Regions from separate parts of the Rattus norvegicus genome. Here regions 1 and 2 are each linked to region 3. Evidence: chromatin contacts called from public Hi-C data. All regions are on one chromosome and are shown on one strand. Each heading gives the region's core, a stretch centred on a gene start, on an enhancer-like site or on the middle of the called end of the contact. The rest is flanking DNA. Distances are from core to core; before and after follow the strand shown.

The links. A called contact is a pair of places that touch in the nucleus more often than the background predicts.
Region 1: a Hi-C map of liver shows a contact between it and region 3, with 2.8 times the contacts expected there. The contact joins two enhancer-like sites. A contact is called at or near these places in 6 of 12 Hi-C or Micro-C datasets (frontal cortex, hepatocytes, kidney and 2 more).
Region 2: a contact with region 3 is called in a Hi-C map of mammary epithelial cells, with 2.0 times the contacts expected there. The contact joins two enhancer-like sites. A contact is called at or near these places in 2 of 12 Hi-C or Micro-C datasets (kidney and mammary epithelial cells).

What each region holds. Positions count from the first base shown.
Region 1 is chr16:52,082,197-52,086,403 of GRCr8, forward strand. No RefSeq gene overlaps it. Among named protein-coding and RNA genes, the nearest start is that of Ptmal4, 56 kb to the left of the region's middle. Within about 2 kb of position 1,290, at least 11 of the 93 cell types and tissues checked have an H3K27ac peak or open chromatin away from gene starts, as enhancers often do. A contact at or near this core is called in liver, where this site is marked.
Region 2 is chr16:52,253,334-52,257,216 of GRCr8, forward strand. All of the region lies in intron 1 of Irf2 (interferon regulatory factor 2), which reads right to left. It overlaps LOC134482504 (a long non-coding RNA gene), which reads left to right. Exons shown (of 2, transcript XR_010058722.1): 2 at 1-3,883. Among named protein-coding and RNA genes, the nearest start is that of Irf2, 27 kb to the right of the region's middle. Within about 2 kb of position 2,423, at least 28 of the 93 cell types and tissues checked have an H3K27ac peak or open chromatin away from gene starts, as enhancers often do.
Region 3 is chr16:52,172,633-52,176,304 of GRCr8, forward strand. It overlaps Irf2 (interferon regulatory factor 2), which reads right to left. Exons shown (of 9, transcript NM_001047086.1): 8 at 1,819-1,865; 9 at 315-826. The coding sequence ends at 518. Among named protein-coding and RNA genes, the nearest start is that of Irf2, 110 kb to the right of the region's middle. Within about 2 kb of position 1,864, at least 28 of the 93 cell types and tissues checked have an H3K27ac peak or open chromatin away from gene starts, as enhancers often do. A contact at or near this core is called in liver, where this site is marked.

The DNA of each region.
Region 1 (4,207 bases), core at 40-2,539, 91 kb before region 3:
GCCCAGTCAGCTTGGCGAGGTCCCCCTCTCCCTGGTATAGAAAGGGTTCATGTCACCCAAGCACCTGTGCCTATGAAGGGAGAAAACAACTGCTCTCCCCCTCCCAGCAATGGACACCTTTGTCTTTTATAAACACAGAACCATAGCGCCCCTTTCTTCCCTCCCACCCCATTCTTCTGCGCGCTCCCTCTCCATTTCCTGTTCCGTTCCCACAATGTTGAATCCATCCTGCCTATAGGAATCCCCACTCCCACCCCCCACTAAATGCACCGGCTGCTTAATTTTCTAACATTCTTCCTTGGCTTTCAAGGGTTCACTTTTTTTTTTTTTTTTTTTTTTTTGGTATAATCTTTCATGGGGTTTAATATACATGGCTGGTTTCTTGATATGGGCAAGACAAAGGTATAGACTAACCTTACCTTGCTTCCAAAGTGGTACTGGGTTTTGCCTTGCACTGTGGGAAGGGATAGGTGGCTGGGAAGAATTTGACTACCCACCCCAGAGATTCGGGTGCAGTCGTGAACTCTGCCCTCTAGTGGGGAAAGAAGTGAAAAGCCACTGTCTTGGACCTCACCAAGTCTCTGTTCAAGCGGTGGCAAGACCAGATACTTCTACACTAACGGGAACCTCCTGAAGGAGGATACACGCTGTGGATCCTTGAGTCAATTCCATTTTGGACCTGGGCTTATCATTCCCAAAGGATCCACAGGAAGACGACGTTAGGATGGGATTTTCTCCTAAAGTGCTACTGACCCTCTGCCTCGTGGGGAGATGCTTCATGACCCGCTTCTGTGATAGAATATCTGAGATAAATCAACTTAAAAAACAGGTTTATGTGACTAACACTTTCAGAGGTTTTAGTGTACATTTGTGTCAGGTCCCAACTCCCCCAAATGACAATCTGGATTCAGCTTAGGATAACTTGGACCAGGTCAACACTTAGCATTCCTTAGAAATCTTGTAAAACGGGTTTCTGTTTGCCATGAGAGCCATTACTTCCTTGTATGCCCCTCCAGTCTCCAGAGAGTGCATTGAGTTCTCTACTAACTTAAACAGGTCCCCAGAGGATCAGAGACTCATGCTGGCTCCTGAGGTGCTCCAGCTAACCCACCCTCCGTGCGCTGCAACCCGTCTCCTTATATTTGGCAGGACTCTCCCAATACCCATGCTGTTTTCTCTGAAATCCAAGAGATAGTGGTTGAATAAACTGTTTCCCTTACCCACAGAGCTGTCTAATTTTGGTGGTTTCACTTCCCCTTCCCTTACAAGTTGATGACACACATTGGTTCTATGATGACGGGGGATATGGAGTCGGAAGCAAATGGCAGAAGCTGGAGTGGGATTCACCTCATAAGAGCTGAGGAGCAAAGAGACAGAAGAAAACGTTGTCCCCCTTAAGGACATAACAGCCTGACTTGTTTTCACTAGGCCCCATCCCTTAATGATTCTATTATCTCCCAAAAGTATCAGAGGCTGACGACCAAGACTTTAGCTCACAGCTATTTGCGAATATTGAATTTCCAAGCCATGAAAACAAGTAGAATTGAGAAGTTGATATTGCTTATACTGCAGGGTTAGCTGAGAGAAAAATCATGACGAACATTACATCCACAAGCATGAGAGCCATTGCCAAAATTTAAAACCCAAACGAGGGGCCAAATGGGCAAGGCTTAAATAGCTTCTTCGTACTGAGAGGCAAGAAGGAGGAAGCTGGGGGCAAATTTAGAGGTTCTCTGAGTTTTAAGGAGAGAGCAAGCCTGGAGAACCACAAATGGCAAGAGTTCCTCAGAAAGAGTAGCCATGATTCGGAAGTTTGCTTCTGCCTCGTGAAAAGTTGATTGCTCTTTGGCTGGTGAAACTTGAGTAAGTTTCAAGGTGACTTTGCTCCTCTTGGGTGACTCTGATTTGTAGACAGATAATGGAACTTCACAGACACCTCTCATTGCTCCACCCCCAAAGTTGCCTGCATGAGGATCTATTTTTTTTTCTGGGTCCCAACACTTCTGTCCTTGAACCAGGGTCCTTTCCTGCAGTTCTTCTGAATCTCAGATATTTTGATATCTCATGGGATCATTATTTACATCAACGATACTCCAGACAGTGATATTGGACCTTTCAAAAGGTGTTCCACTCAAATACCTGGACTTTGGACCCTGACACCTGCTGGGGAGTTGAATGTGTAAACAATGTAACCGTTGTTCAGTAATCTGCCCATGTCCCTTTGCAGCTGCTGTGAACATTTTCTCTGCATTATTTAGTATGTTTTTATTAATCGTGAGATCCCCTTAATACATTTAACTAATTTCTTGATATTGAACAATTGTGGTCATTTTTTAAATTTTCATGGCACCAATTAACACATTGATAAACACTCGTATAGCACAATCTTTTTAAAAATATCCTTCCAAATTGTGTACATTATAAATTATGCCATCATCATTTTCATTGCTAATATACAGTAGGTAATACCAGCATCTCCGATAGCCATTGTCTTAGCTAAGATCTTTATTGTTGTGATGTAACACCATAACCAAAAGTAACAGGCCAAAAGGGGTTTATTTTGGCTTACAGAGCCAGATCATAGTTCATTCCTGATAGAAGTCAGGCCAGGAACCCAACAAACAGCAGGAATCTAGAGGCAAGGGCTGATGCAGAGGTCATGGGGGGTGTTGCTTACTGGCTTGCTCTCTATGGCTTGCTCAGCCTGCTTTCTTGTAGAACACACGATCTCTGCCTGGGGCTGGCACTGCTCACAGTGATCTGGACCATTCCACATCAATAACCTATCAGGAAGAGGAACCACAGGCCAATCTAGTGGGGGCATATTCTCAGTTAAACTTCCCCCTTCCAAAATAATTCTAATTTCCATCAAATTGACAGAAAACTCCGCAGCACAGCCACCCTCAGCCTAGTCTGATGCTGTCATAGATGTAAAGGTAGATTTGTGTTTCTTCTTTTAAAAGATGCACCCTGGGGTAGTTGAATAAAATATATACACTGATGGTTCTATTTGTAAGGCCAGGAGAGGTGCACATATACTAATTAGAGAAACTTCTATGAGTCAGGATATTTGGGGGGAACTTGCTGAGCTTGGATAGAGTGCTGCATGGTTTTCTGTAACTGCCGCCTGGGTCCCCATAAGGACAAACCAGTCTGTTGGGCTATTTCCCTATTTCTCAGTGTTGGGCTGCTTTCTGGTTCTGCTAACATAAACAGTACTGTGTTGGTTCATTTCCTCCAGCACTTATTAAAGGTTTCTCTGGGAGAATCAGAGAAGTGGAATTGGGTCATAGAGGAGACATATATCAATTCATACTTTCAAATTACTCGCCCAAACCCACATCTACCAGAAATCAGTGGAGGTATGAGTATGTTTGCCTGTGTGTGTGCATGTATGCATGTGCATGTGTATTTTGTAACCTCACTCACAGTTTGTATGAGTGGCCTTTTTTTTGGCATCCTGATTTTTAAAAGTATCTTGTGTTTAAAAATAGTATTTTGTGTTTGTTTTTAATTCCTGCATCCAAGAATTTCATGAGATCTGGAGAGCTCACTGAATAATTCCTCACAGTGGGGTCTGCTCTGGGGATTAGAGTCCCTCAAACAAATACAACTTTCTACAAAGACTCTTTAGTCTCTCTGCTAGTCTCTCTACTAACACAAAATACCTGAGGAAGTCAACTTAAAAGAGAACAATGTTTTGGCTCCAACATTTAATCCACAGTTTTGGCTCCATTGCCTTTGGAGGCTGTGAAAAGATTGAGTGTAAAGATAGAAATCACACTGTGTAGCTCACACACCTGAGGGTGACAGGAAGAAGAAGAAGAAGAAGAAGAAGAAGAAGAAGAAGAAGAAGAAGAAGAAGAAGAAGAAGAAGAAGAAGAAGAAGAAGAAGAAGAAGAAGAAGAAGAAGAAGAAAGAAGAAGAAGAAGAAGAAGAAGAAGAAGAAGAAAGAAGAAGAAGAAGAAGAAGAAGAAGAAGAAGAAGAAGAAGAAGAAGAAGAAGAAGAAGAAGAAGAAGAAGAAGAAGAAGAAGAAGAAGAGGAGGAGGAGGAGGAGGAGGAGGAGGAGGAGGAGGAGAAGAAGAAGAAGAAGAAGAAGAAGAAGAAGAAGAAGAAGAAGAAGAAGAAGAAGAAGAAGAAGAAGAAGAAGAAGAAGGAGAAGAAGAAGAAGAAGGAGAAGAAGAAGAAGAAGAAGAAGAAGAAGAA
Region 2 (3,883 bases), core at 1,173-3,672, 81 kb after region 3:
TTAGCTTTATGCCAACACAGGGCAGATTGTACCGCCAGAAGAGTCGTGATAGCAACTTCCAGGCTTCTGTACCCTTTGAATTACAAATAAGGACAGTGAATCTCAAGTAATTTCCATCCTTGGGAATATATATATATATATATATATATATATATGTATATATATATGTATACTATATATACATATATATTAAAATATACTAGGCTTAATTTAATGAATAATTGCATTTTTAATTCTAATATACAAGAACTTAATGCAAACTCTGTCCCTATTAGAAAGTAGGAAAATCTGTTTCCTGAATATTTTTACAAAATTGAATCAGAAGTAACCATTTAAATGATCACTTCCTTTGAACAAGGTTTTCCTAGTCATGTGAATAAAAGTACCCTCTTTTATTAACCTAATGCATGAAATGTTTGTTTATAAAATAAGAATTAAACAAGCTTCAAAAATGTCCTAAAGCTTCTTTATAATGACATTTGCTGTGCCCTTGTTTGTTCTCCTGTGAGCTTTAATACGTATTTGGGGCCAGCAAGATGGCTCGGCAAGTTAAGGCACTCACTGCCAAGGCTAACGGGCCAAGTTTAATTCCTATAACCCACATTGTGAGGGAGAGAACAGTCTCTGGAAAGCCGTGCTCTGATCTCCACACTCACACCAGGGCACACTGTCTTAGTTGGTGTTCTACTGCTGTGAAGAGACACCGTGACCACAGCAACTCTTATAAAACTAATATTTAATTGAGGCTGGCTTACAGTTCAGAGGTTTAGTTCATTATCCTAAGGCAGGAAGCCTGGCACTGTTCAGGCAGACATGGTGCTGGGGGAGCTGAAAGTTCTGCGTCTTGATCCAAAGAAAGCCAGGAGGAGACTGGATTCCACATTGGGTGGAGTTTGAGCATAAGAGCCTGCCCCCACAGTGACACATTTGATCCAACAAATCCACACCTCCTAATAGCGCTACTCCCCCTGGGCCAAGCATTCAAAGATGTGAGTCTATGGGGATCATGCTTATTCAAACCACCACACATACACACACACACACACACACACACACACACACACACACAGACACACACACGCTCACACACACTCACACACACAGACATGCACACAACAAGCAAATAAGTAAGTATAAATGTTTTATTCCAAAAGTTATTCTAAAGGCAATTTATTATATATTGGGTGCTATGTCTGACGAATTAGATTGAGTTTATTGTTTGTTTCTGTATTTATTGGGACAAGGTCCATATCCATATGCAAACTGGGATCTGTGCTTCTGCTGGGATAAGCCTCACCCCTATGATAAAACTAAACATGGGTAATGGGATGGGTAAGATTTAAAGCATTTCTTAAAATTCCTGGAAAGCCTACTGGCCATATGACTTTTCTCACTCAATTCTGATTGAAAGGAAAAGGACGTCGCAGTGATGTGAGGACTGGAGACCTCAAAAGCACTTGTGTTGTGTGGCAGGCCTGAGCACACACCACTAAGGACGGAACAAAAACAGTAACACTGAAGAGAGTGGAGGGGAAGGGTCCCCAAGACTCCTTCTGAACAGGCCCAACACTTAATTATGCCTAAATTGAACTGCATATATGTATATAAAAAAGTTTAAAACTTTCTTCAAAAACATGCTTTCCACATTCCTCAGGTGACCGTGGGCCAGGGGATGGTCATGACAGCAGTGACCAGAGACTGCATATCTGCCATTCAACTCAGCATGGTTTCTCACTGATGTCACCCTGTGAGGTCCCTACCATTGCCACCTTGATTCACAGAAGATTCTGACTGTGCCTCAGTCTGTGTCACACCAGATGCTCAAACACCTGAGTTCCATTAGCATAGTTGCTGGGTAACCAAAACTGATCTTCAGCCTTCAGAGGTAGCATTGCTAACAGGAAATCCCCAGGGGACAAACTTTCACTACTTGTGCCCTTTGGGCCCTCAAACATAAAGGTTGGGTTAGGGAGCTCTCTGGCAATGCTCTCCCTGGGTCTGGTACCTGAACTCTATCATCTTCCCGAGCCCATGTGTCACACAGAAGGAATGCCACATTGTTCATTGGGTGCAACACATTCGCTTTGTTTAGCTTGAAGGAAGGACAATGAAAACTGCAATCACCCACAAACACAGATAGAACGAGAAGATAGGCGAGCTGTCTGGGACTTTTTCTAAAAGAGGAAGTCTTGTAACCTCACATAACCCCAGGGTTGTGCAGATAAAAACAAACTTTTGTTTTCCAATCCATAACAACGAATCCAGCAGCAAAGGGAGCTTGGCTTTAAAGCCTGAATCCCACCGTGCCCTCTGCAGTGTCCATCTAGAAAACAGGGTGAGCCAGGAGGTGAGCCAAGAGGGACCCAACACTCATCCTGTCCATTTGAGCTTCCAGGGTGAAGCAGGCAAGACCTGGAAGGAAGCCATAGCACTGTCCCCTGCCTTTTGTGTCCTGGTGGCTGGCAGAAAAGAGGGAGTTTTGAAACACTGACCAGGGACTTGCTCTTCAAAGTGATTTTCCACTCTTTCCAAAAGATCGCTTTCCAAGTTATAATTTCCCTACAACCAGAGGTTTGCTGAATTTTTTCGTTTTGGTTTTGGTTTTGGTTTGCTTTGTTTTGTTTGCAATGTATTTTTCCGTGTGTGTGTGTGTGTGTGTGTGTGTGTGTGTGTGTGTGTGTGTGTGTTTGTTTGTACGCACACACATGCATGTGCACACATTGGAAAACACACAAGAGGATACCTGGGCTTGCTGGCTACTTAGTCTAGCCTAATGAAGGAGCCAGCCAATGAGAGACCCTGTCTCAAAATCCAAATTCTTTCCCAGTCAGGGAAGCCTCTTTTCTGGGGTAAGGGTTCCGAGATTAAGGACACCTCTGAACTTAGATTTGGTTCTTAGAACCCATGTGGCAAGTCACAACTGTCTATAACTCTAATTCTAGGTTATCCGGTGCCACCTCTGATCTCCATGGGCACTGTGCACACATGGTTCCCATGCATGCACACAGTCAAACACTTATATACGTACAATAAAAATAAACAAATCCTTAAAATTATGTTGTAGGGCACCTGAACAATGATACTAAGATTGTCCTCTGGTCTAAACACACACACACACACACACACACACACACACACACACACACACACACACGGGGGGATATTAAAATACTTTACATCTCACATGTATTATGGATTATAAAAATAGGTACAAATTTTCCAGATGGAAACTCGGCAATAAGCAAAAAAAGTTTTAAATGGTCCTATGAAGCTCAGTGATGTCATTTCCAAGGATGTTTCTCAAGTAATTTAGTCGTGAGAGAAACCTGTTTTCTTTTTTAAAAAAAAAATCTATCATTGAATTTGTTGCAGATACAAATGTAAATAATTTTGCAGACCTAAAGAGGTTTTTAAAAACAAACAAACAAAGCTGTGTGGCATTGGACAAAATAAATTATTGTCCAGATACAACTAAATTATAACTTTTTTATTTTATTCCATCAGTTTTTAAAATAATTGTTTTCTAGAACGATTCTATACCTGGCTTTGGGGAACGTTAAAGCCATGCTGGGGGAAGCACGTGTGCTTGGCCCCCAGACCCAGCACTGGATGACATCAGTTTGGGCAAAGCAAGAACCACGGCCAGACTTCCAAGCATATGGGTTCATGCTCTGCTGCCTTCTCACATAGTTTCTCCACATGAAAAATGAGGAGAAAGAGACCCTAATTTTCCCAGAATCAGCATCTCCTCCGAACATTCAGAGTTTACAGAACAGGAGACAGAAAACGAGGTCTGAAACACAGTTTCTTGTTGAAAGGAGTTGAAAGGCGGGCACTCGAGACCTCTCTTTCCCTTCTGAGATGAAGGTGTTTTGGCATCCAC
Region 3 (3,672 bases), core at 614-3,113:
CTGGGTAGTGGGGTGATGGACACAGAAGGGGCCGCCAAGTGTGCTGTGAAGGGGAGCGAGATTACAAGAAGGCCTACTGTAAGTGCTTCAAGATAAGGTGCAGAAGCAGACTGCAACGTTGCTCGTACTGCCCTATGTACATATTCACAAGAATAAAAAAATTCCAGCTAGTTCACATTTTCTCCTCCGTTCTGAGGCATCCACTCCACCATGCTGGCCTTGACCGTAGGCAATGCAGCACCTCCACTGCCTGTGTGGCTGTTGGTCCTTGAACTTGAGGGAGTAGCCCTGGCAGATCCAGCAGTTTCTAGAGATATGCATCTACCGAGGGGGGGCTGGAGTCCTGAGTTAAGAAGAAACTCCAGCTCTGGAGTCGGACACAGCAATCAATATTCTATTGTCAAGGCTTTTTCCCTTAGATTTGTCTAAGATAGGTATCATAGAGAAAAAATAAAATACAAACAAATAACAACACAAAGCTAAGAAATTCCAACAACCACCAGGGAGAGCCAAAGGCTTAGCAGCTCTTGACACGGGCCTGGGTGATATCAGATGTCTTCTTGATGACACTGGCCCGGGCCTCCCGGTCCGGCCGACTGCTGCTGGGCGTGGGGGTCACTGGGGCAGGAAGGGAGATGTCTGTAAACGGCGGCCAGGAGCTGTTGTAAGGCATTGGACAGCTCTCCTCTTTGATGGTGACCTGCAGATCTGGTTTGCTGGAAGTGACAAAGGTCGCCATGCTAGGCAGCAGACAGTTGTTACGTGTCCCCATGTTGCTGAGGTACTGCTTGCCTTCGATGTTCCTCTTCCGCCAGTGTGGTCTCCCCTTTCAGAGAAAACAATCGAGATACATGCATCCTTTCCCTTCCACTGAATATCACATGTCCAATCGAATGTCTTACTTTTCAAACGAAGTCCCCATGCGCTATGCCCCAGAAATCTGGCTGACTATTCTACAGAGACACGGAACATGGTGGCAGCTTGGCTGTCTTCTGGCTCCTGTGCCCAGGCTGTCCAGCCATAATGGAGGGCCCAACCTAAGCAGACAGCAAATGCCCTGTGATTGCTTTTTAAATGATTGTAGTGGAGACATGGGCTTGGTTTTTTTGTTTGTTTGTTTGTTTGTTTGGTTTTGTTTTGTTTTTTTGAGCCACAATTGGCCTTGCTAGTTGCCAAGTAGAGAAGGAATTAAGGTCCTTGAAGAAATCAGATCATCAAATATGCCAGCACAGTTGCCCACGCTCGTCTCAGAATTCCCAAACTTGGAATATTAGGAATTCTAACAAACATCGGCTTCTGGTCCAACCCCCTTTCTCTCCCCATTAGAGCCACTTCCTGCCGCTGTGAGAGCCTGGCCTACAGAGGGAAGCCGGAAGCAGGTTGGTGGGGAGCAGAGACTGGGCACACACCCTCTGTGTGGGACCACTGAGGAGGGGCTGAGCTGTGTGGAGATCATTTTGCTCAGCTCTTTCTGATGCTTACTTCTGTTCACTGCTCTGGGCTGGGCAGGCCACTTTACTCCTGTTGGCAAGTCAGGATGTTTACAGCCGTAAGAATATCAACATTTCCTGGCCCTGACTTCAATTTCCTCTTCCTGCCGTGTTATATCCATCTCTCTCTGAGGGTCACATTGTACTTCCCTTCCTCAGCACTACATGTTAGGATCAGAATAAAAAGCTAAGGTAAATTGTAGGATTTGGACCTTTCTGTCTTGTCTCCACGTCTCCCATTCTTTCTGTCTCTGCCCCTCCCCCCACCACACACACCCAAAACTAAAACCCACGCTTTAAAGCAAGAGACAACCGAAAGCATGCTTACCTCTGCGTTCTCCTCATCGCTGGGCACACTGTCGGTAGTTTCGCTTTCTGTATAGAAAACACACAGAGAGGCTTGTTGCTCAAGCTATTTTGAGGCCACAGGAAGCATCTTAAAAACCTATGCCAGCACTTCAGAAATAAGAAACTGCACATACCCTCTCCCTCCTCTTTGTAAGGTCAAACACATCCAAATGGGACAGGCTGGAGAGGATTTCAATTCTCAGCTTGGTCCCCTAAGACTAGCGGGATTTGGGGTAGAGTGGGGGAGGCTCACTTTCCAAAACTAAGCTGCCACAGGGTGGATGCTGTTCCCAAGGCAACCCCTCCCGACTGAAGCTCCATCCACAACACCATACCATCCTTCCTTCTAGTCCATGTCTCTTGTCACAGGAGGTCCAGACCCGGTGAAATTTCCAAGAAGCTTTCTGAATCTCTCTTTGTTCCCGCCTATTGTTAGCATCTTCCCCTTAGATTTATAGAGATCCAGTTTCCACTGGAGTTATAGCAGGTGGCCATGTTGCAGATGCCCCAAGATCTTCACTGAGTGTTTACTGTCTTTGGGACCTGTCCTCCTCAGTACCGTTAGGAGCTATGACTTGCTTTTAGCCAACGGAACACATCAACGATGTAACTATTCTCTGAGCATGCTCACATCGTCGTGGAAGACTCAGCCTGTCTTTTATGGGCACTCTCTTGCTTGCCCGCAGTGTTAGGAAGGCCCGCACAGCAAATTTAAGTAAGGGCTGCTTCCAGGTAAAAGCTGGCAAGAAACTGGGAATCTCTGCTCTTCCCCACTTGCAAGGAATTCAGTTCTGGCCAATGCCTCGGGAAGCTACTGGCTCAACAGTTGAATCTCAGATGGGTTGCAGCATTAGCCAAAGCTTGGTGACAGGTTAGCAAGGCTCTGCTGCAAAGGACCCAGCTAAGCCATACCTGGATCCCCAACCCAGAAACTGAGTTTTTACTGTGGGAATATTATGTTTATGGCCATACTGTTCCAGAGCAAGAGATAATATAAACCCGATTGGACCTGCCAGCTATGAGGCACGGAGAGCAGTTCTTAACCACAGTGAGCTACAGTTACCTGTCACCTTCAGTGAGGATTGGAGGATGAGGGACAGAGCGTTTGGGGGTTTTGAAAGGCCCACCACAGAGCTGACATACAGTGCCTGTGATGTGATTGCTTTTTAACACTGAGTTTGCGTGTTGGGCTGGATTCAACAGAGTCTAATTCAGTAACTGGCGATCGCGCATCATCTGTATGTTGTTTTATAAATTAAAAAATAAATGATACTGAACGGGTTTTTTTCCTGATGTTTAACGACATTGCAAAAATTAATGCATAGAGGGTAGAACATCTAAAATTCGCAGACTTTTGTGGGTCATTTTGCCATTTCATTTATTTTGCTGACAAGAGCTGGGCATTTGTGAAGATCTATGACTAGACTCTACTTGGAGCCTGTATATATAGGTCTTGTTCATCCTTACCAGGATCCTAAATCAGAAAACAGCTGCTCTCATCTGGCAATATGTTCTCCTTCATTCAGAGCACAGCCCAGGGACCAGGCTCTCTGCATATAGCAAATTGAAGAACAAAGGGACAAACTGGTCCCCCCCCCCCCCCAGTGCATTTCTGAGACAGGCAGCAAGCACTTCAGATCCAAACGTCTCCTCCAGGAAGGGATTTGCATCAGCCCGAGCCACGGTTCTTCAGAGACTTCAGACAGGCCTGGGAGATTGCCCAGGCTGACCAAAAATCAACTTTTGTCCCTCCACCTCACAATGTTCTGCCCAACACATCCCCATGTAGGGGTCACGAATCCCACTGCAAAGCCCAAGTTTTAGCTAACAGTGA